Regions from separate parts of the Mus musculus genome. Here region 1 is linked to region 2. Evidence: chromatin contacts called from public Hi-C data. All regions are on one chromosome and are shown on one strand. The core of a region is the stretch at or near the end of the contact, and the rest is flanking DNA. Distances in the headings are between cores, read along the strand shown. Region 1 overlaps Slc25a43 (solute carrier family 25, member 43). Region 2 has its middle 40 kb from the start of Gm14569.

Region 1 (6,371 bases), core at 1,537-4,036, 230 kb after region 2:
TGTTGCTCATGTGGTTTTTGTTTGTTTTGACATTTATTTATGTATTTATGTATTTATTTATAGATTGTATTTGTATCAGTGCTCTGTCTGCATATACCCCTGTATGACAGAAGAGGGCATCAGACTCTATTATAGATAGTTTTGAGTCATCTCTCCACCTCCTTGTTTCTTTGTTTTAAAGACACGGTTTCTCTGTGTAGCCCCTGGCTGTCCTAGAACTCACTCTGTAGACCAGGCTGGTCTCAAACTCAGAGATCTTCCTGCTTCTGTCTGCCAAGGGTTGGGATTAAAGGCATACGCCACCATGCTGACTCAATGAAATTTACACGAGGCAGAGGTGGGTGGATTTCCATGATTTTGAGAATAGCCTGGTCTACAGAGTGAGTTCTAGGACAACCAGGGGCTATACAGAGAAACCCTGTCTCAAAAAAAAAAAAACAGAGAGAGAGAGAGAGAGAGAATACCTTCTCTCTCTCTCTCTCTCTCTCTCTCTTGCTCCCAGGGACATCCCCAGCATTTTCTTGCCTCTTTTGAGTCTGTCCTAGCTTAGGTAAAGTTTGGTGAGCTCTGGATCTACCTAAAATCGAACCTTGAGGCCTGGGGGTGGGGCTAGTCATCAGAGAGGGTTTCAGGCTGTTCTGTGATATCTAGATGTGAAGCTGAGAGATTTTGGTCTTCTCCATAAATCTTCAGCTTTACTTTCTTTTTCTGGTTGCTAAAACAATGGCTTTCTCTAGGAGACTCTAGCCAACACTACATTCTGCACTAGAATATCACCTTACCATAGCAATCTGCCACCAACCAGGGTAAGAAACACTGAGAGTGAGAATTTGAGTGCAGTCCTACTCATTTTCCCTTTGTGTGGGAACCTTCTAGCTAATGTATATATACTGTGTCAAGAAGCTGCAGTCAAGGCTGCGTATGGTGTCACTTGCCTGTGATCTCAGTGACAGAGGCAAGAAGGTCACAACTTCAAGGTCACCATCATCTACATAGCCAGTTTGAGATTAGCCTCAAGAAAACAAAAACAGAGAAAACAGCTTTCAAATAAATGCAAAGTCATAGTGGTTGTTTTTAAAAACACAAAATAAATGTACTGTAAAATAGGATTAGCATCTAATTATGACTAACATCATAAATGTCATCTGAAGATATAGTAAGCCAACTAATATGACGCAGCCAAAATTTTATTCTTCATGGGTTAGTAAATATAACAATTTGTCCATAATACATATTTTTAAAATTAACACCCAGGACAGAACCACAGGCCTTCAAATGCAAACATGGCATTACCTTCTCTGTCCACTAGGTGTCACTGCAGTAAACACATAGTCTCTGGCCATGGAAAGCTATGAACCAGCAACTTAGTGAGTTACTAACCTCACAGGCCCAGCTCAGAATCGCTTTCAGTTAGGAAGATAAGGGGGCAGAAGCAACAGGAAACGCCTAAAGTTTTTTTTTTTCCTGTAAAGCACATAATGCAATATTCATCAAGAAGAGAAAGCCATAAGAACCACACACTTCCACTGGATCAGGCAGGTTTCCGCACTTCATTTGTCACAAGGGCACCAAGCTGCTGTGACCTGAACACAGTTAATGGTAACATTTGCATTCCATTGGTTTTCTCCATGGCACTGCCCACCATGAAGCAAATCAACAGCAGGTGTCTGGTGGATAGCCAACTGAACAGGGAGTTTTTCCCAGCACCCACAGTGGCTGACGCCTTTGTCTGAGTGCCTGTCTTCATGGGCTTTTATCCAGACATTCGGACATACAATCTGTCTGTCTAATACCACGGCAGGTTGGAACTCTTCTGAACATTAATGACAATAATCAGAAGTCTTGTTTAGCCACCTGAGCCCTTCCTTCACCAGGCTTACATGCATTTTATCCTGCTTTTCTTTTGCTTGCTTGGCCCTGCTAGAGGATGGAGAGGTAAATAATTTATGCATGCGCATGTTTTGAGAGAATGTTTCTCGGGGAGAAGGGTCAGTTGTATGTGGAATGAAATGCCTCTACCTTGTGTGCTTTCACGGACCCTAATGCCACCCTGCCTGAAATCTCCTTTTCCACGTGTCTGTACATTTTAACTCCAGCTCCTCTGGATACAGCCTGGCCCTTCTATCTGCATCTCCACCTGGCTAAGACCCTGGGCCAGAAGATGCTGGCAGCACTAAGTGTATTAAAGAAACAATAGGCTGGGCATAGTGGCATAACCTTTAGGGAGGCAGAGGCAGGTGGATTTTTGTGAGTTTGAAGGTAACCTTGTCTACATAGCAAGTTCAAAGCCAGTCAGACCTACACAGTGAGCTACTGTCTCAAAGGGGTGGGGAGGGTGAAGAAAAGGAAAGGATTTAATACAAGAAAGTATAAGATGGAAGAAATGTTGACAACAAATATTTTATGTGATTAATCTATAAGCCCTATTAAGAACCAAAGAATTATGGGGGGGGGGGGAACTATAATAGTTCCATAGGCAGGTGTATGTGAAAGAGAAGGAGAGGCAGGCTGGGAACACTTTGCTGGGAGTCTGGGGAACAGCTTCGAACATGGGACCTGGAGTCTGGTAGGCCTTATGAAAGAATCAGGAAGGAGGTCCACGAACCCTCCCTCCACTCTGTTGCTCCTATTAGTTATCTCCATTTCACCAAATACAAACCCATGTGCCGTCCTGTTGATTTATACCCCAGTGGACTTTGCCCCCACCACAACTCACAGGGTAAGCAGGATTAGGCCAAGTCAGCATTTGAACTGAAAGTGCATAAAATGAAGGACAAAGGTGGTATCCAAGTGGCACAGCTCAGTGAGCAGAACACACATGGTCAGTGAATAAACAGAGGCCCCAGCCTGCTCAAATAGCCTCCACTCGGACCGCAATGGATACCACCTTGAGCAAGCTTTGCAGATACACAGTCACTTCATTAACCCACTCGGGGCTTCTAATGCTCCATCCTATGTCTTCACCCCCGCCTCCCTCCTCAGTCCTGAGCTCATGGTTCTCACAGCCTGCTGATTTGGACCGCTGAGTAGCACATCTTCACGATCACTTCCAACCCACTGTCTATCAAAGTTACCCATGTTCCCCTAAAACTGTCTTTCTAGACTTTTCCCTTTCTGGGCCATCAGTGTCCTAGATAGCCAAGCTAAGCATCCAGAAGTTAGGCTTGCCTCTGCCGTCCCTTCATCCAACCAACCCAAAGTTCATTTGCTTCTGCATTCATAAGTCTCCTACATGGGTCCTTTTTTTTTTTTTTATTGCCCTGACTCCCAGTCAAAGTCCTTATCAGCTCATAGTGCAGCACATACTGTTCTCTATGAGTGATTCTAAACGTGACTATTAGTACTGAGTGGGAAGATATAGTAGGCACCGGGCCAAGTGGATGTTCATTATGTCATCCAATCCTTACAACAATTCACAAAGTAAGCACTGTTGTTACTATATCTGCGTGTGAGTGCCTGTGTGTGTGTGTGTGTGTGTGTGTGTGTGTGTGTGTGTGTGTGTCACAGTGCACATACAGAAAGAAGTCAGACAACTTACGGGAGTCAGAGATCTCTGTCCGCCACGCAGGGCAGGTTCTGGAGCTTAAACTCAGATCGTCAAGTCTTGGCAGCAAGCACTTTTACCTGTTGAGCCATCTTGCCTATTGAGATGAGAAAACTGAGGCACTGTAGATTACAAGCCCATCTTTGAGCAACGGAACTGGGACAAAGGCCATGCATGCAGGTTTGCCTCCCGGATCAGAGCTCACTTCAGTCCATGGGTTTCTTGCAGAACAAATGTTCTTTTGCCCTGTCACTGTGGCTCCTCTATCACCTTTAGAGAATAAAGGCCGGCCCATTAGCTTGGCATGTTTCCCTCACCGACTTCACTGTGCGTGCTGTATAGAAGCCCTTTGTATAGGGAGTTGCAGAATCAAATGTCTGTAAGAATTCAGAAACAGCATGGACAGGAGAGCTAGGGAGACCCAGATAACGGGCACTCAGCCCCAAACAATAAGCCTTTAAATGCATTCTAAGCCATCGTGCCTTTTGAAAGCATTCTGGAGAACTAAACTCTCTGCTCACAGAATGTGATTAGCATTTAAATATGCGTAGCAGAAAAGAGTGAAGTGAGCTGGTGGAGGCTGCAGCTAAACTGCAAGAGTCTCCTCTCAGAAGGATGGTTGCCATTTAGAAATGCAAGCCCAGTTTTCAAGGGAGCCCCTAAATTTACATCCAGATTGTGATGTGAAATCTTTCTTTCTTTTTTTTTTTTTTTAAGGCTGCAAATAAAAAGTACTGTCTGGGCAAAGCACAACATGCCTTCTTTTGGCCTCTGTTCAATTGAAGCATCCAGTTGCAATAGTGAAGAAGTTCCCCTCCCCCAAGCCCTGAAGACCAAACGTATTTTATATTCTGGTCAACAGGCCTTTGTTCCTGCAGCTACCTCTCTCTGCCTAAGCATCACTTCTGTCTCTGTAAAGGTTCAACTGAACTTACGTTGGTAGTAGTATCTGTTGCTTTTGTTTGCTGGCTTTTCCCACCCATAAGGCACACATTTTCAGATAATGCATAAAGGCAGCTATTTAAGCCTTTGAGAACCACAATGCAGGCACTCTAGCCCACTGGAGAGGGAGTCCTGGGGAAGAAGAAACTAAATTAACTATAGGGTACCTTCTCTGAAAAGGTGGATGCTGTTTTTCACTGACTCCCTCTTCTACTCCCATGTCTATGGGCACAGTCGTTGTATTCCCAAAAGTTGTGGGTGAGTAACTCCTTTTAAAGGGTGCTGTTAGCCTCACCGTGGGTCCTCTCACTTTGACAATTTTCTTCCATAGCATTTTTTCCTCTTTTACCCTTTTTTATCTCAACATCATTGCTCTGCTGTCCCTTCCCTGCCAAAACTACCTCCTGGTAGCAGCTATCTTATTTTCCCAAGCAGAAATAGTCTCCTCAATGCCAGTGTCTTCGTTTGCTTAGTTTTGAGCATCCCTACTCTGGAACTCTGAAAACCAAAATACTCTAAAGTCAGAAACTTGGAGCATCCACATGATGGAAGATTCCACAACTGATCTCAAGTAAAGGACTGCAAACAAATACAGACACGCTGGAAAGACTGTCGATGGGGTGGGGGAGATGGTTATTACATACGCACAAGGGCTTCAGTTTGAATTCCTCAAACCTGTATAAAGCTAGGCATGACAGTAGTGTACTCTAAAATTCTAGCACTCCTCTTTTGAGATAGGGGACAGAATTAAAGGAATCCACAGAAACTCGTGGCCCAGATGGCCTCACCTGCACAGCAGTAAACAGAGATGCTATGTATCTAATAAGACAGAACTGAGGACCACATCTGAGATGTCCTCTAACCTCCACACATAAGACCCAGCACACATGTACCATCACACAGACACACACACACCATATACACATGCATATGAATATATGATAATAAAAATAAAAATTTAATAAAACAGCATAAAGTTACCTTCATGCTTTGTAAAATAAAATATATATGAAACATAAGTGAATTCCATGCTTTAAACTTTGCTCCCATTCAAAGATCTCTCTTTATATGTAAGTATTCCAAAATTAAGAAATATTCAAAATTTGAGGTACTTCTTATCCCAATCATTTTAGATAAAGGATACTCAACCTAGAAAGCTCTTTTCTTTTTTTAAAAGATTTATTTATTATTATAGATAAGTACACTGTTGCTGTCTTTAGACAGACCAGAAGAGGGCGTCAGATCTCATTATGGGTGGTTGTGAGCCACCATGTGATTGATGGGATTTGAACTCAGGACCTTCGGAAGAGCAGTCAGTGCTCTTAACTGCTGAGCCATCTCTCCAACCCTCTTTAAAAAAAAAGATTTATTTATTTATTTTATGTATGTGAGTACACCGTTGCTCTCCTCAGACACATCAGAAGAGGGCATTACAAATGGCTGTGAGCCACCATCTGGTTGCTGGGAATTGAACTCAGGACCTCTGGAAGAGCCGTCGGTGCTCTTAACTGCTGAGCCATCTCTCAGCCCCTAGAAAACTCTTTTATGCATGTCACAAGATCCCTTATATTATAAATGTGTTTCTTTTCTCTAAATTGCAAGCTCTTGGCCCATGGGAAGTATATGTTATATTTTTGTGTATCCCTAAAACATGTAGTCTCACATAACAGGCACTTGATACTTGTTTTAAAATGAATAATTTTGAAAACAAGTTTAGGAGCCCTCCCTTTGAGTACAGAGTTGAATCATGCCACTGAGTGAACCCTGAGTCTGTGCTCTTGTGTCTATACAAGCTGAAGGTAAGAACACCCAAGTCTGCCCTCTTCCCAGCACGCTGACCTAAAGAAAATTCTTCTTGTTTCCTAGTACTACTTTTGTGTACTGT
Region 2 (6,222 bases), core at 3,412-5,911:
CTAGCCATGGCCCCCGCTTGGTCTTCTGAGTTCCTTCTGTTACTGAAAGGCCCCTGCCCTGTCTCTAAATCCTTTATCACAGGAGGCAGGCAGCGGTCCTGGTTGGAGGACAGAAGGATGGATGACTTACTCACTTGTGTCAGTAGCCATCTCAGTTGCAGAGGTCTGGACAGCAAGTGCCCTTTAGAGCCCTTTTATATTCATTGGCATCCACAGCTTGTCCAGCCACCCTTCTGTGGGTAGAGGCAATCAGACATGGTTGCCTACACATAATGACCAAGGCTAGATATACTCAGGCAAATCAGTTGCCTAAGGCACCCTCTGCCCCATACCCCCCCCCCCGAAAAAGTCCAAAGACAATCAAGAGACCAGAAGGCCAGTGAGGGCAAGATCATGTTTGGTTCTTAATTTCCAAAGGCTGGTGCAAACCCAGAGATCGGAGGTAAAAGGTAAAAGTCAGATTCGGTGTGTGGAGATGGCTCAGTGATGTGTGCACCTGCTGTGAAAGCAAGAGAACCTGAATTCAAATCCCCAGCACCCATGTAAAGGCTCTACTTAGCAGTGTGAGCTAAGCTACTTGGCAAGCGCAAGCACACACAGGCACACACACACACACACACACACACTTAAAATAGGTGTGAATGTGTATATGTGTATATGTGTATGTGCGTCAGATGTCAGTTACACCGTTGATGGGCTAGGAAAGCAATGGGAAGAGAACAGTAAGAAAATCCAGTTGCTGTGAGGGCAGCATAGTGTGGGTATGTGTGGTTGAGGCAAAACCACAAGCTCAAGTGTGAATGAGATCGCCATTGAGTTAAAGCCCAGGATCAGCCTCAGGGGGACGTTACAGCTTTCTGACCCAGCCTTACCAGAGTCTTGTCTGAAATCAAGCAGACCTTTTCTCTCATATCAGGGGTTCGTGTGATTCAAATCTAGCACTAGTGTTTTAGGGCCTTAAGTCTCCTAAATGTTGAAGCCAATGAAGGTCATTGGCATTATAGTGAGCTGTCCTATATAGAAGAAGGTGTCACTGTCCCCACTCACTCTGGGCTGGAAGTGAGCTTTCTGTTTGTTTCCTGGGTATTAAAACAAAGGGGCCCTGACTCAGACACATTCAAAAAATCTTCATTGTGACAAAAGAAACAGACTTGCCAAAGTGGGCTGGCTTTGCTATCACAAGTTTCCTGCCCGGTGCTCTAATACACAGAGATAACTTGGCCTCCTATTCACAAAGGCACCTCTTGGGAATAAAACGTCTCACAGTCAACCTGGCCTTGACGGTGTAATAACAATCCAGTTTTGCTTGCTTGCAGAAGGCAATGGAACCCTGGAACCACGCAACCCCGAGAGTCCAGGGATCAAACTGACTTTCTCATAAGTCTTTTAATTAGGGCTTTGCTGTGGAATCCAGCAAGCCATCCTAGGACTGTTGATCCTCTCACCTTGGCTTCTCCAGTATAAGGATTAAGGATATGTGTCACCACATTCACCTTTCTAATACTTTTGGTTTTTTGAGGGAGAGTCTCTTGTAGTTGAGGTTGGCCTCAAGCTTGGTATGTAGCTCATGGTAACTTTGAACTCCTCATTCTCCTGCCTCCACCTCCTGAAGGCTGGCATCCTCGCCCTGCCAATTCTTTTATTGCCGCTACAATTTGATGAGAAAAACAACAAATCTTTATAAACTTCTTCCTTGGGTGAAAAGGAACCTTTCATGAACTGCTTACTCAGTGATGTTTTTAACAAGAATAATAACTATCATATAATTGAGTTTTTATATTATTTTAATTAGCTTAAAGAGCAATCGGTTTACACTATTGATGTATGGCACTTTGGGCATGCTTTGGATATGCTACTGAACCTGATTCTTACCACACCACTGGGCCAGAGGCTCTCCAAGGAGGCCCAATTCACAGAAAACACCAGTGACTTGCCCAAGGCCACATGGCTAATATGAGACAGAACCAACTTCAAACCTACATCTGCTGAACCCCAAATTCCATATTCTTAATCACTGCCTCCTCTTTCCCAAGACAAAATTTTAGTTCTGCTAATTCCAGACCCCACCTCGGACCTATTGACATAGAATCCTGAAGGGTGGGGCATGGGAAACCATACTACACATATCAAACTGAAGGGTTCTGTGACACTCAGAAATAGGCTTACTAATATCATGTGGCCTTGTGAGGCTGTATGCCACTTTGAGACTAACACTGCTCAGTAGTGTTGGTCATTGGAAACCATGACTGTGGTGCCAGATGTAGCCCTAGAAGTTGGGAGTCAGAGGCAGCAGCATCACGAATTCAAGGTCACCCTTGACAACATATTGACTGCAGGAGACGGTTTTGTACTACGGCAAAGGAAACTGCTAAGTGATTGAAGAGGAAGTCTACAAAATGGGGGAAAATCTTTGCCAACTATACCTCTGATGGTTCATTAGTTTCTAGAATATACAAAGAACTCAGAAAAACTAAACACCAAGGAAACAAAGAGCCCAGTTATAAAATAGGATCTGGAACGTAAATAACAAGACACACATCCATGTTCAGTTCAGATGCATCCCCACCCCCTTTCTCCCAGCCCCACTGAAACTTTCTGCCCTCAGTAACTCCCCCATCCTGATTCATAGCTCATGAATTCTGGGTTCTTTTCTCCATTTCTTTCCTTAAATCCTCTTGTGATAGCACATGCCAGTAGGCAAATGTTGAAGAGGACAAGGAAAGAAGATCATGAGTTTAAGGCCAGCTTGGTTTACACACACACACACACACACACACACACACACACACACACACACACACACACATACACACACAGAGAGAGATAGAGAGAGAGAGACAGAGACAGAGACAGAGACACAGAGAGAGATAGAGAGAGACAGAGAGAGAGAATATGTCTCTCTCCTGGTGTGACTTTGTGAAAAAAGAAATAGCAATAGTGTCTGCCTCAGAGGGTTCGTGTGAGGACTTTGCTCTCTCTTTTGTAGCACTAGAAATTGAACCAAGCTTATTCTAATACTGGTTATCCACAGCTCAGATGTGAGGTTTACATGAAACCATTCAGGTAAGAACTTTCAAAGTCCTGGGAATAAATCCACTTAGTGGATACTGGCAGTCCTTACTACTGCTGCCTCCTTTGAGTCACTGCAGCTTAAGTGAAGGCATCCTTCAATACAGCAGAGAAGTAGCCGGCTCCATCCGAATGGCTTCTCCCATCTCACTCCACTTACATGGATGGCTCCAGGCTACTGATACTATCTATGCAGAGGACACACACTTGGGATGAAGAAATAGAAAACAGAGGTGAAAGTGAGTTTTGCTGACCTTAGAAAGACCTAGAAGTTTGTTCTATCCCTCAAAAATCCCAGTACAGTTTGCTTCCTTTCTTTCATCCACCTAGTGAGTAGGATCTCCTAGGCCTTCTTTGCCCATGATGTACATTTTTACTTCAATTTCACCTTGATATAAACCAAACAAGAGGGGGGATGGCTAGAGTCTGGTGGCCCTTTCCAGTCCTACCCAGGGATGGTTATCAATGTACCAACATCCCAGGCACACCTGAGTGTACACCAGTGAATCTGTACTTATGATTTGCATGCTATTTCTCCTCTCTTTCAAGGCCTACTTCAGTATTGAGTTTCCATCAAATGGAGAAAAGGGGGCTTCAAGCCCACTCCTAGTTTATTCTCCTATTAAGTTCATAATAAATTTTGTTTATTTCTTTAACTACAGTTTCTGTCAAGAAGTTCATGAAGAGATTTTTAACCAGTCCCATCCTTTAAGAGATGCCTCCTGAAAGCTAACCAGTCAACAGTATCACAAGGAGAAAACTATGGTCTGCTTCTTAAAAAAAAAAAAAGTTGCTGTTTTGTGATCCTGGGAATTGAGTTTAAGACCTGATGCCTGCTCAGCCAGAGCTCTATCCCTCTTTATGTTTTGTTTTGAGATAGAGTCCCACTAGTTTGCCTAGGCTACCTTGGAGTTCACAATTGTCCTACCTCAGCCTGCAGAGGAGTTGGGATCACAAGCCTGAGCCAGCAGCCTTGGCTGTTATCTGCACCTACACCCATGCCTCCGCCTTTATTAATAAGGAGCTAGCTAAACAAACAAGACTGCAAGAAAGCTCCAGAATTCTTGGTCTTAAAACAAAAAAAAAAATCATTACAGGGGGCTGGAGAGATGACTCAGTTGATGAGTTGATTCATATTTTTATTTTATAACCATTAATGCTGAGAACAGGACTTTGCATATATACATATTTAAATGCTAAAAATTGAAAGAAGACTGTTTCGGGCCATTTTAGAAGCTATTTGAACCACTCTTATCTATAACCATATCATGCTGATCTCAAGAGCTGTTGCAAATTCTGTCCTATCTCGAGCCCAAATTCACTTAATATGATTAGTTCATAAAACTCAAGTCTGCAATTCAAAAGCAATTAAAAGTCAAGCACTATAATACATATTAAAAAGCCTTTAATAACCACAATTAAACCATTATACTTCTACAACACCAGAAAACTTTATATATACAGTAAAAAAAAAAAAACACTGTAATTTACAGCATACCATATAGCCTTTAATCTGAGCCCAAGTGTTTCACAGTGGACTAGTTAGTATTGTCTGGTATGCACACACGCACAGTGCAAAGTGCACATGTGTGTCCAGAAAGAAATTATGCAATACAGTCACAAGACGAATGTGGGGAGGTGCTGCCACAGCCTCAGGTTGGGAGACAAATCTGAGGAACAGTTGGGGAAAGAAGAGCCTGACGCTGCCAATCTAAAAACCAGGAGGCTTGCTTGGTTCAAGCAGAAAAGTACACAGGGAAACATACTCGTGTCCTTGGTAGCTAAGGAACAGACTTTATCACCAGAGAGAAGAGTTGTAGATTTTGGCAGTCCTGAGCCTGGTGTAAGCAGATGGATCAACCTCTGGAAGCCTATAGAGTCTAAGAACCCTGAAATTCTAGCAGAATCCATGGCGTCTTCACCTGGATCCCTCATGCAGGGTGATCAGTTCTTAGGTGGTCTGGAAAGGCAAGGTAAGTGTTCCACCTGTACTGATCTCAGTACTGTCAATAAACTTGTAAACCCTTCTTCAGCTAGCAGTGGTTGCTACAACCCTTCAATACAGTTAATGCTCTGGGGACCCCCCCCCAACCACAAAATTATTTTCATTACTACTTAAATTATATAACTATAATTTTGCTACTGTTAGGAATAGTAACATAAATATCTGATATGCAGCATATTTGATATTCAACACCTGTGAAAAGGTCGTTTGACACCCCCCACCCCCGAAAGGGGGTCACAGCTCACAGATTGAGAACCACTGCTAACTGCTGGCTGATAGAACCTAAGGCATATTGTCTGGGGGAATCTGGGAGGGGTGAGCAAACCTGCCCAGCCCGAAGATTGCAAAACTGAGTGTGGCCACCAGAGGTCCCTAGTACACAAGAAAGGGAAGCTACTGAAATGGAGACATTCCAGTCATCCTAAATTTGTGCGAGCTGGGCTCAATGATTATCAGCAGCAAAAGAAAGCCAAAATTCCACAATTCTGTCTGACCTTATCCCCCATTTATATCATGCACATCAGTGTTTCATCTTTGATTTTGTTTTTTTCCCCCTTGTGTTTTTATTTTTGGCCACATTTTACCAGCTTTTTGTTTTATTTTGTTTGTTTTATTATAGTTGTAAAACATGAAAGGAGAGAATCTCTAAATACAGAGTGTGGGGAGGCCCTATTATCACAAGATTTTTTTCTGGCAAATCTAATGGAATAATAAAGAACATTTTTATCAAAATAAAAGTTGGAGGGACATCTCTAGCCCCCCTCATTTAATTCTCAAATTAAACACACACACCATAGTGAGAAATATACAGTGAATAAAATGTCCTAAATGTGAAAACTAAAACTAACAGTAAACAAATAGTTTCAAAGGCCTCCAAAAGTTCCTTATGGAACTGAATTGTGTCATCAATATTAAGAGCTCCTGATGCAATTTGTGTGGAACACTCTAGAAATTACACAAGCTGGATTAAATGTTCCAAGAGTTATAAATATATTACCAATGGCTCATTCTTTAAGTTGACCAGTGGACTATGCACTTCTAATTTCACTCTTGAAAATAAATATTAGGATGAAAATAATTCTTCCAGGTTGATTGAAGCTACAGTGTAAGTTTAATAATGTTTTTTATAATCAGATCAGATAACAAGA

What was found. Hi-C and Micro-C count contacts between places; a contact is called where the count stands out from the background.
Region 1: a Hi-C map of liver shows a contact between it and region 2, with 3 times the contacts expected there. The contact joins two enhancer-like sites. A contact is called at or near these places in 5 of 39 promoter capture datasets (the C10 cell line, cranial neural crest, hematopoietic stem and progenitor cells and 2 more), 4 of 484 Hi-C or Micro-C datasets (liver, nephron progenitors and ventricular fibroblasts) and 1 of 115 datasets of contacts at active chromatin or transcription factors (astrocytes).

What each region holds. Positions count from the first base shown.
Region 1 is chrX:36,759,760-36,766,130 of GRCm38.p6, forward strand. All of the region lies in intron 3 of Slc25a43 (solute carrier family 25, member 43), which reads left to right. Among named protein-coding and RNA genes, the nearest start is that of Gm23613, 14 kb to the right of the region's middle. Within about 2 kb of position 2,787, at least 39 of the 459 cell types and tissues checked have an H3K27ac peak or open chromatin away from gene starts, as enhancers often do. A contact at or near this core is called in liver, where this site is marked.
Region 2 is chrX:36,529,295-36,535,516 of GRCm38.p6, forward strand. No RefSeq gene overlaps it. Among named protein-coding and RNA genes, the nearest start is that of Gm14569, 40 kb to the left of the region's middle. Within about 2 kb of position 4,662, at least 3 of the 459 cell types and tissues checked have an H3K27ac peak or open chromatin away from gene starts, as enhancers often do. A contact at or near this core is called in liver, where this site is marked.